2 separate regions of the Danio rerio genome follow, and region 2 is linked to region 1. A link is a contact called in public HiChIP or PLAC-seq data. All regions are on one chromosome and are shown on one strand. The core of a region is the stretch at or near the end of the contact, and the rest is flanking DNA. Distances in the headings are between cores, read along the strand shown. Region 1 holds the start of nup133 (nucleoporin 133). Region 2 holds the start of tnpo2b (transportin 2b).

What was found. HiChIP or PLAC-seq counts read pairs in DNA pulled down with a chosen protein or histone mark.
Region 2: an H3K4me3 HiChIP or PLAC-seq map of gastrula embryo shows a contact between it and region 1, with 5 times the contacts expected there. The contact joins the promoter of tnpo2b here to the promoter of nup133 in region 1. A contact is called at or near these places in 1 of 18 Hi-C or Micro-C datasets (hematopoietic stem cells) and 2 of 4 datasets of contacts at active chromatin or transcription factors (embryo and gastrula embryo).

Annotation. Positions count from the first base shown.
Region 1 is chr1:57,395,133-57,401,708 of GRCz12tu, forward strand. nup133 (nucleoporin 133) reads left to right here and starts at 4,125. Exons shown (of 26, transcript NM_213531.1): 1 at 4,125-4,396; 2 at 5,377-5,492; 3 at 5,579-5,682; 4 at 6,249-6,353. The coding sequence starts at 4,269. taf5l (TAF5-like RNA polymerase II, p300/CBP-associated factor (PCAF)-associated factor) reads right to left here and starts at 3,793. Exons shown (of 7, transcript NM_199852.1): 1 at 3,675-3,793; 2 at 2,602-2,743; 3 at 1,920-2,024; 4 at 379-572; 5 at 1-38. The coding sequence starts at 2,740.
Region 2 is chr1:57,597,185-57,603,679 of GRCz12tu, forward strand. tnpo2b (transportin 2b) reads left to right here and starts at 3,700. Exons shown (of 25, transcript XM_021477402.3): 1 at 3,700-3,919. It overlaps rln3b (relaxin 3b), which reads left to right. Exons shown (of 2, transcript NM_001115063.1): 2 at 759-1,044. The coding sequence ends at 1,044.

The sequences.
Region 1 (6,576 bases), core at 2,875-5,374:
TCCAGCAGGGCGCACAGTTTAGGATTTGTGGTCACATCCTGCAAGATGAGGAAAAAAAAGAAAGCAATGTCAGAAATGAATGAAATATCCAATGATGCTGTGAACTCAATCAGACGAAATGGAATATAAATAATTAATTAATTAAATAAAAATCGCTTAAAACAATATAAACTAATTGAAAATCAAACAAAAAGTGCTCAGGAGTAGCTTAATTAATGTATCAGTGCTCTTTTGGTAAGAGATTCATCAGAATAAAAAGCAAAAATCAGCTCAAGGCACTCGAAAAATGTGGAAAAAAATATTTAAAAATTATTAAAGTATTATTATTTAATTATTAAATATACAAGACACAAAGTTTCTAACAGTAAAGCATCAGACCTGTAGAGTGAGGGCTCCTCGCAGCAGGTCCACGATGGCCTTCTGTTCAGGGTCCTGCTGGAAGAGCGAGTGAAAGCGGCTGTAGAACGAGTCCAGCGCCCCCTTCAGGCCACATCGGGCCATGTGCAGGTGCAGGTAGAGGAAGAGCGGGAACAAGACGCTGCTCGCCTCCTTTACCAGAGGCCCTTCAGCCTCTGACAACAGAAAGAAGAGCTGATGAAACCACAGCAGCTCAGATAGACAGTGTGCTTTAAAGATGATCATAGTGTCAGACTGTTTGATACATTGAATGGAAGCAATGGAGTTAATTATGAGCCTGCCCTGCAATAACGCAGTTATCTACATGTATAATATATAACAAACATACAACATAATATACAAATAAATAATGCTATGCACATATAATTTAATATACAACAATAATAATATAATACACTGCATAATACACTTTAGTACAATTCAAAAACACTACAGTTATTTTTCATAAGTGATTGCAGTTGTAAATTACAAGTCTGATTTGGTTTAAGATTTAATTTAAGCAACCGCTTATTGGAAATATATTAGGAAAATCTGACAAAACAAAAATCTGCAAAAAATGAGTTTTTAAAATATTGCCTTTTCGAATTTCTATCTGAAATATATATTTTTAAAATTATAGCAATAATTCTATATTAATTACTATTTTAATATTTATTTCATGTTGAAATTATATTTAAAAAATCATATCATTAATAGTTTAAAATGAATTGCCATTATAATATTTATTTTGTTGAATTTAGATTTTAATTTAAATATTAATTTATATATTCATGTTATATTATTTAAATGTTTTTAATTTTTTTAGTATAATTTCTAATTGGACTTTTCAGTATTAATATTAATTCACATAATGCCTTATCTGACTTCTAGACAAATGTGTGTGTTTTTATGTAAGTATTTGTATGTATATGTGTATGTGTATGTGCATGTATATGTATATGTATATATATATATATATATATATATATATATATATATATATATATATATATATATATATATATATATATATATATATACATATATACATACACATATTTTTTTAACATTAATATTTTTACATTTATTTTATGTTGAATTTATATTTTAAAATAATATTAATTACTACTTAAATATTTATTATTGAATTTATGTGTCAATTTTAATATTAATTTACATATATATTTTTTAAGATCTACTTTTGGCCTTTTTGCCTTTATTAGATAGGACAGTATTTAGACAGGAAGCAAAGTTTGGGGGGGGGGGGGGGGGGGTTAGAAGAGAGAGAGAGAGAGAGAGAGAGGTAGGGAAATGTTGAATCTCGAGTCGGGATTCAAACTTGGGACTCCCTGATGTGCTACTGCACCATATGTTGGCGCGGTAACCATTAGGCTATTGCGCCAACATCAGTTTGCATTTTAATATAATATACTATTCATATTTTTAAAAATATTTCAAACATAATTTCTTATCAGAATATTAAATATCATGCATCCCGGGTGTGTCTGAGGATCTGGTCTCACCCTGCAGGAAGGAGCGTAGCCTGGAGTACTGGTTTTCGTACTGCTGAGGGTCCGCCTGACACGGGGCCGCGGACACCACATTGGCACAACTCGACTCCGTCTGAACTGCACAGGTCAGAAACACAGGGAATAAGCACTGCCCAATTCATTATTATTTACAGTCACAGTTTAGGTCACAATCATTAGCCCTCCTGTTAAAATATTTAATTCTTTTATATTTTCCCAAATTTCTGTTTAACGGAGAGATTTCTTTTCAACACATTTCTAAACATAATAGTTTTAATAACTTATTCCCAATAACTGGTTTCTTTTATCTTTGCCATGATGACAGTAAATAATGTTTGACTAGATATTTTTCAGGATACTAGTGTTCAGTTTAAAGTGACATTAAAAGGCTTAACTAGGTTAATTAGGCAAGTCATTATATAACAGTGATTTTCTCTGTAGACTATCGAAACAAAATATTGCTTTAAGGTGGTAATAATATTGACCTTAAAATGTTATTTTAAAAAATTAAATCTGCTTTTATTCTAGCCTAAATAAGACTTTCTCCAGATGAAAAAATATTATAGGAAATACTGTGAAAAAATCCTTGCTCTGTTAAACATCATTTGGGAAATATTTGAGGAAGTAAAAAAAAAAAATCACAGGAGATTTAATATAAATAATTTGGTTTATTTACCTGTCAGACTGGCCGCCATCTCCTCAGCGGTTTGTGAGAGTTTTGCTCCTTTCATTGATCCATCAGTGTCAATATACTGTCTCCTCTTCAGGTACTGCGTCACCGCATACTGGATCTGCTCCGTCCGGACACGCTTCATCTCCTTAAGAACACACAGAATACACACAAAACATCGAGCACTTGTAGGAGGGAATCATGAATAAATATCATGACAGGGGAATCATATCAGCTTTAATATTTCATTCATTTCTGATAAAGTGGTTTTGACGTCACAATTACATGCGATTTCAGACCCAATATTCAAAGTAGCGTGCTAAACAATATGAGGACCGTGTTGCAAGTTATAGTCGCAGTATAAAGATGAATGAATGTGCGAATATTAAACCAACTTTACCTCAATGTTTAAGCTCAAAATAATTATTTTTCTATTTTTAGAGCGTACTTTGAGTGTTTTACTTATATCCCTGTGTGGTTTTTGCTTACTCTATGTACACACTTGATAGGTTAGGTCTTATTTACAATATACCTGTAAATATACAAACTTTTACATCTGGTATTTTTGTTCCTACGACAAATGTAAATGTCTGTTTTTTTTACCCCAAAATGTTTAAAATATCTTGTTTTGTCAAGAAAAGACAATCATCAAAGTTTAGCACTACTTCAATGAGATTAAATGATGATGAAAAGTTTTATTTTCGGGTGAAATACCCCGTTAATTTTCGCGTAGTGAATGAAACTTTCGCGTCCGCATTCAAACTCTGACGTTGTTCAATTAATGCTGCCAAGTTAGTGGACTCACTAGTATTTGAGATACAGCCATTAGGAGCAGGTTAGATTTTGTGCAACGCAACCAAAGCGATGAAAGGTGAAGTCAGAACACAAATCAAATTTACGAGTTTCTTAACATAACATATTTTAAATAGACTAATTGAATAAATCAAGGCTACTCAAGAGACTCCTGCAGCTGCGCGGCCTCGACCATCATCACGTTTCTGGACTTCTGAACACAAATACACTAAACTTATACAGGTTTATAGCTCATCAACAGCTTAGAAAAGATGTTAAACACCTACTGCATAATCCGCGAATGCCTGTCCTGGAGAAAAGTGCTGTTTTATGCCATGAAAGAGGCTCTGAGGCTGACCGCTACTCTTCTCCACCGCAGCTCCATTGGTCGCGCTGTTTTCTTCTTCGGCGCCTTCTTTGACGGCGCGCTGAGATTGTAGGTCAGGCACTGCGCCATCTAGCGCATTGACAAAATCAACAACTGACAGTGTTTTAAATGGGAAGTCGACTTTACTGAAACACTTAATTTAAAGTGTATGTTTACTGAAGTTTGTTTGTTTTATATATATATGTATTGAAACTACATTTTCCAAAATCCTGCTGTTGAGAATGACCATTAATCCTAACTGAAGTGCTGTTTATTGTAACACTGTTCCAGGATCAGTTTCGTGTCTCAACGTCCTCTTTTGCCTATTTGAGAAAAGATTATAAACGGTTTCAGGATCAGCTGCAGAGGAGCGCATGCGCAGTTCTATTATGACGCGTATTGTGTGCGCGCCTGACTTCAGTGAGCGCGCGGTAAACGGCTTTTCCCGATTTTGTATCGCATTTCGTCGCTTCTGAACGCTTTCTGCTGGTTGTAAACGGACTGTGGACCGGGTATGTTTTCTCCCCGCGGCACACCGGGCTCAGGCCGCAGACAGGCGCCCCGGACCGGCGGACGGAGGAGTGTGAGCGCAGTTCAGCCCGGACTGCTGTTTTCTCCACGCCGCTCCGCTGTGACAGCACGGTAAAAACACAGTAAACACTCTGAATTAACACTGACATGCTGGTGTTTTAGATGTACATCCTAATGATGATATATATATATATATATATATACATACTGAAAAATTATTGTATCAAAATTAAGTGTTATTAACGTCTTGTCCAGTAAATTTAATCTTAAATCAATTACACTTCATATTTTTATACATATATTACATGTAATATTCATTTTATTGTATTAATATAAATAACTGTAGCAATAATAATATACTGTCTGTCTGATATCTATCTATATCTCTGTGTGTGTGTGTGTGTGTGTGTGTGTGTGTGTGTGTGTGTGTGTGTGTGTGTATACATACATACATACAGAATAAAAACAACTGTCACTACTTGGCAATTTTTATTATTATCTCTGAATATTCTTATTTATGAATTATTGTTATGTCTTGGGTAAAATGTCATTTATGTACATTAAGTAATTTAACTACAGTTTTGCTGTGCAAAATTACAAAAAAGTGGCATATTTTTTATGTTAATATTAATGTTTAGACCACAAAATACAATGTTTTAAATTCTGAACAGTTAATATATCAATATTTAATTGCAATAACCCTGATATTTTTAAACAAACAAATGAAAACATTTCTTATTCTGATCAATTGACATTTAAAATCAGAAGAAAAACGCCCTTTAAACAACAATTATTAATATTTAAATAATTTAAATACCTAGTAAACTGAAAGAAACTGAGGCCGTCATTAATATATATATATATATATATATATATATATATATATATATATATATATATATATATATATATATATATATATATATATATATATATTACACATTTATGATTGTTTTTTGTGTAGTGCTTTTCACAATATTCATCATTCAGGATAACTTATAGAACATAACTTGCATAATTATTCCAAAATACATTTTTATTTGTATTACTTTGCTAAATTTGTATATATCAATTGGTTTTCTCTCTTCTAGATCTACTCCCACGCGAGTTCAGAGTCATGCTGTCGTCGAATCTTATAATTTTGATGTCCAGACTTTCGGATCATCTCTACCTGTTAAAGTCATGGAGGCGCTGACCATGGCTGATGGTGACACTCTTTGTTTTTATAGATTTCGACTGTGTTTTAGAGTCGATCCAATGATTTGAGGTCCTCTAAATGTTTGTTTCCTGCAGTGGACGATCAGATCTCAGTGAAGGTGGAGGCATCTGGTTGGGCTTGGATGGTTTGTGGAGAACGGCTGATCGTCTGGAAAGTGTCTCAGACGTCTGTGGCGAAGGTCAGAAAAGAGACAAATGTCCAATAATATTTTTTTCTTCTGGAGAAAGTCTGATTTGTTTTATTTTGGCTAGAATAAAAGCAGTTTTAAAAGTTTTTTAAACCCATTTTAAGGACTATATTATAAGCCCCCTTAGCAATATTTGTGTTTGATTGTCTACAGAACAAACCCTCGTTATATAATAACTTGCCTAATAACCCTAACTCGCCAAACTAACCTAGTTAAGCCATTTAATGTCACTGTAAGCTGAATACTAGTATCTTAAAAATATCTAGCCAAATATAATTTACTGTCATCATGGCAAAGATAAAATAAATCAGTTATTAGAAATGAGTTATTAAAACTATCATGTTTAGAAATGTGTTGAAAAACTTCTTTCTGTTAAACAAAAATTGGGGAAGAAATATTAAGGGGGGCTAATTCTGACTTCGACTGTATGTACTTTTTCTTCACAATAAAGTACATATTTTTAGGACTTAGTATAAGTAGGTGAATTGGGATGCAGTATATAATTACCTTTTGTGTGTTGTTCTGCAAACATCATGCTGTTTTATTTTGCCGTTCAGCTGTCGGTGTGTAAGGACCTGCAGCTGCCGTCCAGTGAGTTTGCATACAGTGCTGATCTGGTCTCCATCAGTTCCTCCGGGCCGCTCGATCTGGCTCCCATTCAGGTGAGCTCCTGCATCTGCACATGAGCATCAGAGGAGATTTCAACCCTGCAAACATCAATGCAAATGTGCTTCTCACAGTCCAGCAGATTACAAAAAAAGACCAATAAAAGGCTATATTCTTAACAAATGGCAAGCAGATTGGGATCAGTGCTCAGAAAATAAATGTTTTGATATGTTTAGCCAGTGGAAGGAAGAAAATCAAACATTTTTCAACTCAAGACAT
Region 2 (6,495 bases), core at 2,450-4,949, 200 kb after region 1:
AATAAAGGGACTAAGTCAAAAAGAAAATTAATTAATGAATAATAAATTTGAAAGAATAATTACAATAGAACAAAGAAGACATCAAATAAACAGTTATGGTTTTCTGGAGAGTCAAACAGTATTCAGATACGGATATTTAATAATGTAATGTAAATAACACTGCAGTCTTTATTGTTTTAATAAATCAGTGATTCTTCATTAAAGTTACAAATGTTTACATTATTGACCGAATGCTTTACACTTACTTAACATGCCTTTAAAACACAGGGAAATAATAAAGTTTCACTCTGGTATGGTTATTCTTTGTGATGACTCCACAAATCTTATGTATTCTCAATTGTTGATCAACTGTAATCCCAACTTGACATTGCATATCCTGCGATGTGACTATTGTGGACACACACTTTGCAATATTGGTGCTGAAATGATATATTAGGCAGCCCTAATACAAGTATTCATCTTAAAGTGATGTTTGAAGTCTTAACTGGGTTAATTAGGCATGTTAGGGTAATTTGGCAAGTCATTATATAATGATGATTTCATTCTGTAGACTTTTAAAAAATATATTACTTAAGGGGGCTGATAATATTAACCTTAAAATGGTGTTTAAAGAATTAAAAACTGCTTTTATTCTAGCCGAAATAAAACAAATAAGACTTTCTCCAGAAGAAAAAATATGATCAGACATAGTGTGAAAATGTCCTTGCTCTGTTCAACATCATTTATGTACATATGTGTTGTGCAGGTGATCTGTCCAGTGATCTGCTCTCCGCTCATGATGACGAGGCCTCTGAAAGATGGGCCTTAAACTCAGTCATCCCTGGACTATCATACAGACCCCGTCCCAACTCGGAGACCCCTAGCTGGGCAGCAGAGGCTTCGGAGGGCCCTGTGTTCAGCCGTACCGCCCGGTCGGTCATCTCAGAGGAAGTGCTGGAGGCCCTGCGCACGTCAGACAGGAAAGGCCGTGATGTCGTGGTCGGCCTGTCCAACGCCTGCTGCAAATGGGGCTGCAGCAAGAGCGAGATCAGCTCATTATGTTAAAAGAGAATCCTGCGAATCCAGAGAGCCTGTGGGTTAATAAGAGGAGCCCTTATTATGTGACATTACAGGAAAAATGGCAAGCTTTTAATGTCTTGTAAAAGCCTCTCTGATTGTGCAGGAACATTCTGTTAGGTGATTGGATTGGGGTTTTGGATGGGAAAACTGGATGTAAAATGTTTGCTGTGCTTACAAGATTGGTATATACTGCGTAACCTGTAGTAATATGCAATCTCAAAAATAAAAAATATATTGTTTAAAAAAACAGAAGGAATGTGCAATGCAAATTCTTCAGCGTTTTTTATCTTTCTGTTTAAAGGTTGTTCCTGTGAAATAGTGAAAATGTACACCTGGAATATACAGGAAAAGCCGAATTTAGTCAAAAGTTATCTTTTTTAAAGCATGGTCTCTCTTGGCGTGATGCTCTTGTTTGGGTATTGATTTAAAGTGACGGTCAGTTCAACAAAAATTTTTAAAAAAGGGTGAAAGGGGTAGACTTTCTAGAGTTATTCGCTTTATTTTCTATTTAATTATGAGATTTCAATGTTGCTTTTAGTGACATTTTTAGCTGGGTTAGCTTGTCAGATGGTCTTCATAACCACACTTTTTGATGTACCAATCATACATGTTAAATACACATTACTACAGTTAAAGGGAAAATTATTAGCCCTCCTTTGAATGTTTTTCTTTTTTAAATATTTCCCAAATTATGTTTAACAGAGCAAGGAAATTTTCACAGTATGTCTGATAATATTTTTTCTTCTGAAGAAAGTCTTATTTGTTTAATTTCGGCTAGAATAAAAGCAGTTTTAAATTTTTTAAACTCCATTTTAGGGTCAAAATTGTTAGCCCCTTTAAGCAAAATTTTCGATAGTCTACAGAACAAACCATCGTTATAAAATAACTTGCCTAATTACCCTAACCTGCCTAGTTAACCTAATATTTCACCACATATGATGGCTTAGCAGTCAAAATAGGACAAATGAGCTCATGTATGGGACAGATTTTGGACCTTTGTCAGTGAGGGGTGGGTCTTTTGAACCACCCGAAACCCACAGGCTACGAGGCTGCATTGACATCCATAAATCCATAGGAACAAATAATACTATGAAGCGGCTTTAATGGCTGTTTTTTTTTTCTTTTAAATAAATATTAATTTGTGAAAGAAAGAAACTTGAACAGATTTAAAAGTGACACTCTGGGAAATAAATATACACATTCAAGATGTATATAAAATATTAACTTAATATTTATAGCTTCTAACAGAAATGCTATAAAATAAATACAACCCAAGTAGTTTATTTAGTGCCATTGTATCAGGATGTTTTGGCAAGCTGTTTTGACATTTAATCTGTAACCCGTTTTAGTATCTATTTTCATGTTACTATTGCTTATTTTTTAAATACTACTATCTTTTTCATTAAGTAAACTATAACTATGGAACAGTCTTGATCAGAGTCTAAAACAACGTCAGGATATTAATCAATTTAAAAAAACTGTATAAATATATTTTAGTGATTGAAGGTGATTGAAAAAGGATAAAAAGAGAAAAGTATGATGAAATTTTATTTAACGGCTATTTGCAGTATACTATGTTGTTCTTGTTGTTTCTTTGTTTCTATTTGCAGTACTATGTGTTTTGTTCTTTTTTTTCTTTGGGTCTATGTTACAAAATGAAAAGGTACAATGCCAAAAGGATCAAATATGTTTCATGTAAAAAGAAGAGATAAGTAAAAGAATAAATAAGTTTAAGTAATAAACGAATGATGTATGTGTCTAATGGGGTGGGAGAATAATAAGCTTATGCTTCATCCAATTTCAGCTCCATTTTCGACCATGTTGAAACATATTTCTTTTTGTCAATGATATTTTATGTATGATATTTTTTTTCGAAAATAAATAAATCAAAAATCAAATCAAGTGCTAGTACCTATTCATTAGATACTAGTACCTATTCATTTGATATTAGTGCTTTTTAAAAATATTGTAATGAATTAGTACCAGTACCTAATTTTTAACTACTAGTAAACAAAAATATGCACTAGACCAGTCCCAGCTGGAATACGTATAATCAAAATTGAATAGTTGAATCCCAATGACAGATCATATAGAAAAATTGTAAATTTGGTACTAGTAACAACAGAATTGTTTGTCGCTATTAAAAAAGTAGTAGTATCTAATAAACAACAACTAGTGTCTATTTAATAAGTACTAGTATCTAATGAATAAGTACTAGTAGTATAATATTTTCAGTACAGCAATAGTTTTGCACTGTTCTTTGGCTATTTACACGGAATACCATGTAAATCTACACCAATGTGGAAATAACCACTTATTATTATGGTAATTCAAACTACCACAGTACTTATATGACACCAAATCCTTCATGGCGAGGAGGATAATGAACCTGAATGACCCTCCATTATTTTCGACTTTGTCTCCATCTACAGGATACCTAATGAATTACACTCTTTTAAAATTAATTATACTCCCCACAACCCTTCATTAACGATGCATAACTAACAATTATCGCAAGATATTTAGCTTAATTTTCTATAAAGTTAGTTTACTATTTTTAATATCTATTCAGTAGTCGCGCTTTTTGTAGTTTTATGTTAATGAGACGTGACGTGAGCGCAGCGTCACGGTACGGAAGCCGCACAGATACACAGAGCGCGATTAACGCGTCCGCCATGCATCAGCCGCCGCCGGTGAAATAAGGATACCAGCAAGCACACCGATTAAATCCCATCGAAAATAAGTGGAAAGCCGCGGCGAGCCTTCCGTTACCGTGACCCGACGGACATCAGCGTTCGTGCAGCGGCTGAGAGAGATAAACACAGACTGAAAGAGAGAGAGGGGGATCCACTGACTGAAGGTGAGAGCGTTTGGCGGGTTAGCATAGCTGCTAACGGCTACATCAGCGTCTGTCTCTGTTTATACTTCAGCGTTATACACGCTCACCGCACTGATTTCACCGATTTAATGCGTTTTATTTCGTGTATGGTCGGTTACAGCGTGTGATGTGAGCTGGGGAATTGGGTTAAACCGGGCCGCGTAAACACACACACACACACACACACACACACGGCCTACACACACAATCTCATACACACAGAGATTATACACACACAAACACGCGCTCAGTCATACAAATAATATATACACTCAGGAATACACACATGTAAACACTCGCAGACACACCGAATCTCATACACACAGAGAGATTACACACACAAACACACGCTCATTTGTACACAAGAATATATACACTCAACAACGCGCACACAATCCCATACACACAGAGATTATACACACACAAACACACGCTCGGTTGTCTACAAAAATATATAACCTCAGGAACACACACATGTAAACACGCTCACAGACCCATAATCCTGTACACAAAGAGATTACACAACCAAACACACGCACAGTTATACACATGAATATATACACTAAAGAATACACACGCAACCCCATACACACAGAGATTATACACACACTGGGTTATATACAACAATATATACTCTCAGGAACACACACATGTAAACACGGGTAGGGTAGGGAAATGTCCTCGAGCTGGGATTCGAACTCGCGACGCCCTGACGTGCTATTGCACCATATGTCTGCGCGCTAACCACTAGGCTATTGTGCCGACCTCATACACAAATTATACACACACCAACAAACGCTCGGTTATACACGAGAATATATACACTCAGGGACACACATGTAAACAGGCTCAGTTATGCACAATAATATATGCAGTGCACTCAGAAACACACGCACAATTGCATACACAGACAATTTCATACAAACTGATTATACACACAAAGTACACTCCATTACACACGAGTTTATACACTCAGGAACACACACACACACACACACACACACACACATGTAAACATGCTCAGTCATGCACTATAATATATTTATACTCAGGAACACACAGGCAATCTCATATAAAGAGTATACACGAACAAACACGCACAGTTATACACAAGAATGTGTGTGTGTGTGTATATATATATATATATATATATATATATATATATATATATATATATATATATATATATATATATCTATATATCAAAAACATTCATCCAGACACAATGGCGCCCAAAGGTCTGTTGGAAGTCTATAAGACTATAAATCTGAAAAAAAAAAAACAAGATACAAAGCAGCATCATAACGATATTGAATATGTAAATGCTTAAATAAAAACGTGAATAATTATTTTTGTAAAAACAGTGAGATGTGGATTGATTTAAACTCGGGGTGTGTGTTGAGTCATCTAAATTAGTGCTGGAGCACACGATAATCAGGGTCAGTTCATTTATCTACAGAGCTGTCATTCTCTGACGCTGTTGTAAAATCAAAGTAGTATATTATCGAGTTCTTTTTTTTTAATTATTAGGTGGTTAATTTTCTGTAATAATTATTAATATTCATAGTTCAGATCTAAACCACAGAGATCTTATGAAAGTTCCAGTAAGATCTGAAAATCTGATATGCTCTGGAGCACAGTTGATTTTAGGACCCTGATTGTCGTATTGTTGAAGTTTAAAAAGGGAAATAAAATAATAGATGTTTAAGATTGTTTTAATGGATTTTGTTTTTCAAGATTTATATGGAATAATATATTTACAAATCATGTTTCGTTCCAAAACTGAAAAAAAAACATTTGAAGATATCACAATTAGAAATATATATGTTTTATTTAACTAGCTAAGATTTTCTTTGGTCGCAATACCAAATGACTTAATTAGATGCAATTAGTTTAGTGTTCATTTCCATTGTGGCCATTAGGGTCATGTTTTTTATGTAATTTTTTAGGACAAGTTAATCTTTTCAAATTGTGACCACTTTTAATTTTTTTCCCTGTGAGTGTTTCTATGCAAAGTAGCAAAAACATTACACAGTTTTACCATTCCATTGACGTAATGTTGACGTTCATTCATTTAGCAGATGCTTTAATCAAAAGCCACTTACAAATGAGAATAAAGGAAGCACTTAAAATCACCAGAGAGCAGAAATAGATAGATGCCATCACAAATCCAAGTTAGTTTAGCAGATCTTGAGTGTGTGTGGGACCAAGTAAAAGAGTTTGTGTTGGGAAGTGTCTGGTGCATATTGGCAGTGGCATCAGCAGGTTAATTTTATGATGATAAATCAAAATACAATTGAAATCGAATTAGAGTGCATCATTTAGCAGAAGCATCTTGTCAGCAAATGGATGTCAGTGGGTGCCAGCTAGCATTTTTCGAATTATCTTACTTTGTACTCAACAGAGGAAAGAATCTAAATTAGGTTTAGAACAAGTGAAAGGTGAGTAAATGATGACTAAATTAGCATTTTTGGGTGAACTGTCTCTTTAATTGGCCAATTACTCATGTTTTATGTGAAATATTAGCCACAACATGAGAATGCAAAAACTACAGAATC